Linked DNA regions of Mus musculus: region 2 is linked to region 1. A link is a contact called in public promoter capture Hi-C data. All regions are on one chromosome and are shown on one strand. Each heading gives the region's core, a stretch centred on a gene start, on an enhancer-like site or on the middle of the called end of the contact. The rest is flanking DNA. Distances are from core to core; before and after follow the strand shown. Region 1 overlaps Gm40362 (a long non-coding RNA gene). Region 2 overlaps Cog5 (component of oligomeric golgi complex 5).

Region 1 (3,671 bases), core at 931-3,430:
AGGGACAGGGACAGGGAGAGGGAGAGGGAGAGGGAGAGGGAGAGAGACTGACTGACTGCTGGGATAGGGCTCCTCCATGCCCTGCCCCAGCACTCCAGGCTATTTTAATCTTAGATATCCACATTTCAGCACATGACCACATCGGTATTCATGGAAGCAAGCAGATCTGGAAGGAAGGGGAAGGGGCAACACAGGGTTTCCATTCCTATTTCTGGAACTAAAGGAAAGGACACACATAAATATAATCTTTCAAATGTTCTGAAAGAGAAGAACCAGAAATCTTAGAGAGCACAAATAACGTTGAGCATGACACTTTACGTACCATGACTATCTCCAGAGAGCCCCGTGCTTCAGTTTGTCTGTTTCAGAAGGGTAGGGGACTCAAAAACCTTAAATCCTCATTTTGGGTGTGTTAAGTTAAAGATGTGTTTATACAAATAAAGTGTCAAGTAAGCAACTAAAAGACCTGGGGTGTGTGTGTGTGTGTGTGTGTGTGTGTGTGTGTGTGTGTGCATGCCTTTGATTCCAGCATTTGGGATGCAGAGGCAGGAGGATCTCTAAATTCAAGATCAGTCTGGTCTACAAAGTGAGTTCCAGGACCACCAGGGCTGCACAGAGAAACCCTGTCTTGAAAAACCAAACTAAACAAACAAAAACAAAAACAAAAGAGCAGCTATCTTAGATAGGGTTCCCATTGCTGTGAAGAGACACCATGACCAAGGCAACTCTTTCAGAGGAAAACATTTAGGTGGGGCTGGTTTACAGTTCAGAGGCTCAGTCCATTGTCATCATGGTGGAAAGCATGGCAGCATCCAGGCTAACATGGTGCTGGAGAAGGAGCTGAGAGTTCTCTATCTTGATCCACAGGAAGCAGGAAGAGACAGTGAGCCACATTGGGCATAGCTTGAGCACAGGAGATCTCAAAGCCTGCCCCTACAGTGATATACTTCCTTCAACAAGGCCATATCCCCGAAATAGTGCCACTCCCTATGGAGCAAGTATTCAAACACATGAGGCTATGGGGGCCACACCTATTGAAACCATTACAACAGCTAAATTAAAAAGCCAGGGGAGATGTGAATTTGGGAGATGGAGAGGAGAGTGTGCAGTCTAGGGCTCTAGGCTGAATAAGACTGCTACAGGAAAATATTTCATAGACAACTATAAGAGTACTCTGCACGAGCCCTGCAGACAAGCTTAACTAAAGGGTGGTGCGGAAAGTAGAAGAGAAGAAATAATCAGATGGAATGAGAAAATGGAGAGAAAAATTCTTTAAACTAAGGAAAGGAACTGTAAGGTAGGTGTTTCAGCTCCCATCAAGGAAGCCCCTCTATTTGTGCAAGAAGTTCCACTCCTTTCCTGTGTTAAGTTCATCATTCTGTTCTGAGCCAAATCTGTTAGTGCATGGGCACCTCTCCTCCCGGAAGTCATTTCCCCAGCCAGCCCTCAGGAAATCATAAGATTCTAGGCACACTAGCATCGCTCTGTCCTTTCAGCAGCCACGTCCTTCAACACCTTTGCACTTAGCTCTTCCTCTAACCTAACTTCTTGAAGTTTTTAAGCAAAGACTATGGATTTCTTATTTCCCAGGTCGCATCTTCCCAACAAGACATTCTCTGCCCAGAGCATACATATGCATTCGCCATCCTGTGCCATGGCTGCTCTATGCCACAGTGCTCTACTCTAAGCATGGTCTGTGCTTTACCCTACATGACCTGCTCTAAGCACTTCAGAGCATAGAACCTGTCCGAAATTGTTGTGTGAACAGTGTCAGTTTTACCCCACTAGGAAGCAAGTTACAAAATAGATGTGATACTATAATCCCAAAAAAAGGCAGGTGAGGGCAGGAGAAACATGAGTTTGAGGTCAGCTTAGGGGCTACACAAAGAGATCCTTCCTCAAAGGCAAACCAAAAATAAATGAAAGCAAGTTTCTAGAGGCTGCAAAGCTTAATAGTGGGTAGAGGGTGAAAGCTGGGAACACAAGAAGCAGTTGTTTTCTCCCAAGGGGGAGAGGGTCACCATTTCAGCAATTCTGAGATGCTGTGTTGGAAGGAGGATTGTGGAGAGCATGAGAAAACAGCATTTGAGTAAGCTGGCAAGGTTCTGACTGTGACCGCAGCAGCACAGTCAGAGGGTCTGACTCATGAAGTCTCCCCAGTCACTGTCCTGGGTGCCCGCCTGCTAACTCTGTCATCACAACCTGTCCGTGCATCTGGAGCAGTATCGTACCTAGCCAGAGTTCTATCACAGGGCCTGCAACAGTGTCAGACACACAGCAAACAGTCAGTAAATCCCGAGTAAAGGAGTAATCAGGAAAGACAACGGCTATACAAAAACCACTGGTTTTCAAGAGGGGACTTTTCCAAATCATACCTTATCAGCAAAATAAACATCAAACAAAACCCAAAAAACAAAAACCAAGAAGGTTTCTGCAAAACACAAGCCCAAGGATAACTGTATCCACACAGGGGCCTTGAGTCACAAATCAGAACAAAACTTTACTGTCTTATGCTTTACCGTCTTAGTTTGGGGGGAGAGTACAGAAAACTTATATGTAGATACGAACATTAATTAGTACTACTGCAGTTTTGTTTCCTTATAATTTCCAATTTTTTGACTACAGAATCTTGGGATATTTTATTTACCCATGGGCTGGTGCCACCTAGTGGACATTATCTCCTTAAACAGGTTTGAGTCTAGAAATTTTTTATTTACCTGAGAAAGGAAATGATGGGGACTATGGCTAGTTAAAGTCACTGGTCAATTTCACTTCCTAAAGTCCCCTGCAGACCGAGACGATCATCTCTACTTGAAAGACAAAGAGACTTAAGACAAGGAGACGTTTGGGAAGTTTCCAAGATCAGTCAGAGAGACACTGCAGAGCCAAACTCTCACCACTGTACCCACAGCTCTACAGCAGCAAGTCACCTGTGCAATTAAAGAAGCCAGCATTATGTATCTGTATAAGGGAGGCAAGCAGATGGTGGTGTGCTTTAGTGCCCTGGAGATGAGACTCAAACACCAACAGGTTTCCAAGGAAGCAGTTTGTTTATCTCCACCTACGTGCCTGAATCTAATGCTAATCACCCACTGGAAGTCTTATAATACCATAAAACTGGACGTTGGGGATGGCAAGATGGCTTAGTGGGTAAAGGTTCTTACTTGCCTTTCAGCCCTGGAGACCTGAGTTTGATCCCTAGAAGCCACATTAGAGTGGAAAGAGAACCGACTTACTCTACAAATTGTTCTCTAGCTTCCATACATGACCTGAGGTTCATGCACACATGTAATAATAAATAACTTTTTAAAGCTGGGTGTGAAGATATCAACATTCAGATTTGGGAAAGCCATAAAAGTTCAGTCTTTAACATGAAGATTACACATCAGTACAGCCACCATAAACACACAGCTATGACTGCCTTACCTATACCTTGCTGATGCTGTAGGTGGCTGCTGTGTCATTATATTCTATCCTGACTTCATCAGTATGCATCTCTAACAACTCATGCACCATTACTGCTTAAGAAAAGAATGCAGGCTGGAGTGATGGCTCAGCGGTTAAGAGCACTGGCTGCTCTTCCAGAGGTCCTGAGTTCAATTCCCAGCAACCACGTGGTGGCTCACAACTATCTGTAATGGATCCGATGCCCTCTTCTGGTGTGTCCTTAG
Region 2 (3,733 bases), core at 954-3,453, 260 kb before region 1:
AGCACTTCAAACCCATAATGCAACATCATCTCACCCGTTATGATGGTCATCATCAAAAGTAAAAATAAATGCTGGTGACGGTATGAAGGAAGGGAGCTTATGCAATGCTGGTGGGAGGATAACTGGGTGCAGTCATTAAGAAGACAGGACAAAACTAGAAACGGCTAGTGAGACGGTTCAGTGATCAAAGTCCCTGCTGCACGGGCCTGAGAACCTGAGTTTAGTTCACAGGCTCACATAAAAGGCAGGTGTGGTGGGGCACCTATAATCCCAGCACTACTTAGAGACAGAAGGAGCCCCGGAGGTCGTTGGCAAGTCAGCCTCGCTGAATCTGCAAGCACCATGTTCAGTAAGAGATTGGCTCTTGAAAACAATGTGAAGAACTGTCAAGGAAGACACCTGACTTGGCCTCAATGTGTACACACATGCATCTAGACACATGGGGTTTTTGTTTGTTTTTTTGTTTTTTGGGTTTTTGGTTTTTGGTTTTCAAGACAGGGTTTCTCTGTGCGCCCTGGCTGTCCTGGAACTCACTCTGTAGACCAGGCTGGCCTCGAACTCAGAAATCCACCTGCCTCTGCCTCCCAAGTGCTGGGATTAAAGGTGTGCGCCACCACGCCCGGCTTATACACATGTATTAACACACAAATATACATATATATCAGAAAAGTAAAATCAAAGTCAGGCTTAGTGGTACACCCAGTAATCTCAGGACTCAGGAGACTGGAACTTATCTGAGCTACACAAAGTGACTTCAAGGCTAGCCAGAACTTTAGAGATGGACTGTTTCTCAAAAGAAATCAAACTTGTAAGCTAGAAAGACATGCAGTGTTAACAGTACTGGCTATATTACATTGAAGACCTAGTTTATATCCAGGCATCCAAGAAAAAAGCTAGGCACAGCCATCCACACCCACGCCTATGAAGGGTGAAGGCAGGTAGAGTGCTGAAGCCTGGGGCCAGAAGCACAGGGCCATGGACAGTGAGGCCAGGCTCTAAAACTAAGGAGGAGAGAGTAACAAGGCGGGATACCTAGCAAACACAACTCTTCTTGAAAGAGCAATAGAAAGCAAAAAAAATCCTTAAAAAAGAACTACTCTATCATCTAGTGATTTCACTCCCACATATGCATTCAATGAGATAAAATCACTATAAATACAAAATTATGTGCAAATTTTATTTATTACTAGTCACAATAACAACAGTATTGAAAACAATTTAGGCACCTACCAGTAGACAAGTGAATAAACCGTGGCACATATAACACAAACCTACTCAGCCGTCAAGCGGATAGAGCACCATTGGCAGTGTTTAACCAAGCAAACACTGAAGGCAGACTCTACATGCACAGGCTCACTCATTCGTGTGAGCTGAAAAGTCCACTCTCAGAACCTAAGGGAATAGTGGTCACCAAAACTAGGAATCAAAGGAGAAAGATGGTCACAAATAATGTTTAAAAGGACATCACAATATGTTCATCAGGTCCCATGTAAGAGAGGAGAACATGTTTTAAAGTTGCCTGCTGAAGTATATTGTTTCTATGTTTAGTATATATGCTACTGTGTTTAACACTTCCAGCAATTTATTTTAAGAGCTTAAGAAACTGGTTAACTCTGAGAATTTATTCAAGACAAATACCAGACTTTTCAGTCACAAAGTAAGCAGAGAGCCTGAGTGCACACTGTGAGCCCTGCAATTGTTCTCTGATGGCCTATAGTCCTACACAGTTGTGTTCAGAACCCTGACTGGGGGGCACTCTTACAGGACTGTTGTTTGAAAACTGATACCCACCAGGACCCCAGACTTAACCAAGGAGGTTCCTGCCTTGGGGATACAGGGCAAGTGTGAGGCTGTTCAGTTGTGGTCTCTAGGACCAGGTCCTAGGCCCTGAAAGAACTGAGTACAGATGATGACCTCTGAAGACACAAACATTATCTTCCTTCACCCTCCCAGAGCCTCCACCAGCCCTGTGCTTGTTTGCTGGGAAAGCTTGTAATTCACAAGTTAAACCCATCTTGCTAATTAAAATGTCATCGTTTCCCTGTGGGGGCCGGGTATCTATGGTGATGCAGGAACTCATCCAGATCAAAATCTCCATCACCTATTTTTGAAAGCTAGTTTTAAAGCTTGAAGTAATGGAGCCTGCTGAAATACTATTTTCTCTCTGAGGGTCAACAGCAGAGAATAAAAGATTGAAGATGGCTGGCAGATCTTCCCCACATCTGAGACGGAGACTTCTATGCAGTTTTGCCCTAATACTGAGATCTATCACACACCACCGCACAGAAAGCATGCCAGTCCTTCCCAAGTTTTTGTCAAGTATCAGTAATACCACTATAAATCACTTGCATATAGAATTACGTCTTTACTGTAAGGCTTATTCATGTGAAATAAAACTGCTGACTTTGGAAGTTTACTTACATATGTTTATGGGGTTTTTTTATACACAGAGAGACATAACAGTTTCTATGTACCTACAAGATTTATGATTTTGAAAATAGAAATGGTATGGTAATGATTTAGTAAGCTAGCAGGCTATATCAACCTAAACATGGATAATGTACAATTGACTAAAGAAAAACAAAAAGAAAGATCAAATTGTTTATGTACATTTTCTAAAAAAATAAGTTTTAAAAGAAAATATAACATGGTCCCAGACCGTATGAGGACCCTAGACCTTAGCACAACTGACTCCACAATTGAAGTGCCATTCAGGCTGTAACACTAAGCACAAAGGTAACACCATCTGTCAAAAATGACAATAAAGACCTAACCCATTATCCTAAAAGGAAGGTAGGCTAGATGCCAGGTAAGGTCACTGAAATGGTCACCTGCATTGTTTCAAGTATACACTGCAATGATCTTGAAACTACGAATAGTAAAAACCAGTCATGGAGTGCTTGCTTCTTTTGCAGATCACCCTAGTTTGGATCTCAGAATCCATGTTAAACAATTATCAACCACGTGTAACTCTAGCTCCAGGGAATTAAACAACCTCTCCTGCCCCATGTCCCATGACCTAAATGTATGCATGTGTGTGAGTGAGCGTGTGTGCGTGCACACTCGTACACACCCCCCACACCCCAGAGTCATCACACTCATCTTTTCCTGCATTTTGTAGCCGTTACAGGTATGCTGTTCACATATGAAACTTGACAATCACCTAATACCAGAAGTAATGTAAAGAGCCAAATCCTAAGTGATTGACACGTCATAGGTTATGCTACCTCCATCATAAATACTGCCTTCTGCTGCTGTATCAGGGGCCACAGCCTTAGACAGTCTGCAGTTAAATTAGCTTGGCAGTGCTCCAGTAAAATGTATGTACAAAAGCACACGGTGAACCACAATTCTCCCATCAGTTACTCTGAATGATCGTCCTCTCAGCTTTTACTCTCTGCTTTCTATCACCGTCTGGACTTCCTTTAATATCCATGCTGCCTGCTGTCAGCATGCTCTCATCAGCTCCACTTAGCACCCAGAATTTTCCAATGGTCTTGCTTCTAAGAAATCCTGTATCCTCCCTCCATATGATTTTATCATTTTTCCCTATCTCCAGGTTAAGCTTAGTATGATAGCCTTTGGTTCCCTGCACACACCAGATTTATTTGGTCTGCATTTAATTCTTAGTAGTCCTTTTTCAGTACGTTTGGTGTTCTAAGTCATCTGCTTTTTTTGTTGTTGTTTTGTGTTTATTCTGTAATCTCTAGTGTTTCTCTTGACCACTCACTAG

Evidence for each region. Promoter capture Hi-C pulls out the DNA fragments that hold promoters and counts their contacts.
Region 2: a promoter capture Hi-C map of hippocampal neurons shows a contact between it and region 1, with 3 times the contacts expected there. The contact joins two enhancer-like sites. A contact is called at or near these places in 12 of 39 promoter capture datasets (the 3T3-L1 cell line, 3T3-L1-derived adipocytes, the C10 cell line and 6 more), 1 of 15 datasets of contacts at CTCF or cohesin (the NIH/3T3 cell line), 2 of 484 Hi-C or Micro-C datasets (liver and nephron progenitors) and 12 of 115 datasets of contacts at active chromatin or transcription factors (the 230-238 cell line, the NIH/3T3 cell line, the SCID.adh cell line and 4 more).

What each region holds. Positions count from the first base shown.
Region 1 is chr12:31,507,165-31,510,835 of GRCm38.p6, reverse strand. All of the region lies in intron 1 of Gm40362 (a long non-coding RNA gene), which reads right to left. Among named protein-coding and RNA genes, the nearest start is that of Gm40362, 9.4 kb to the right of the region's middle. Within about 2 kb of position 2,180, at least 13 of the 459 cell types and tissues checked have an H3K27ac peak or open chromatin away from gene starts, as enhancers often do. A contact at or near this core is called in hippocampal neurons, where this site is marked.
Region 2 is chr12:31,772,116-31,775,848 of GRCm38.p6, reverse strand. All of the region lies in intron 7 of Cog5 (component of oligomeric golgi complex 5), which reads right to left. Among named protein-coding and RNA genes, the nearest start is that of Gpr22, 60 kb to the right of the region's middle. Within about 2 kb of position 2,203, at least 15 of the 459 cell types and tissues checked have an H3K27ac peak or open chromatin away from gene starts, as enhancers often do. A contact at or near this core is called in hippocampal neurons, where this site is marked.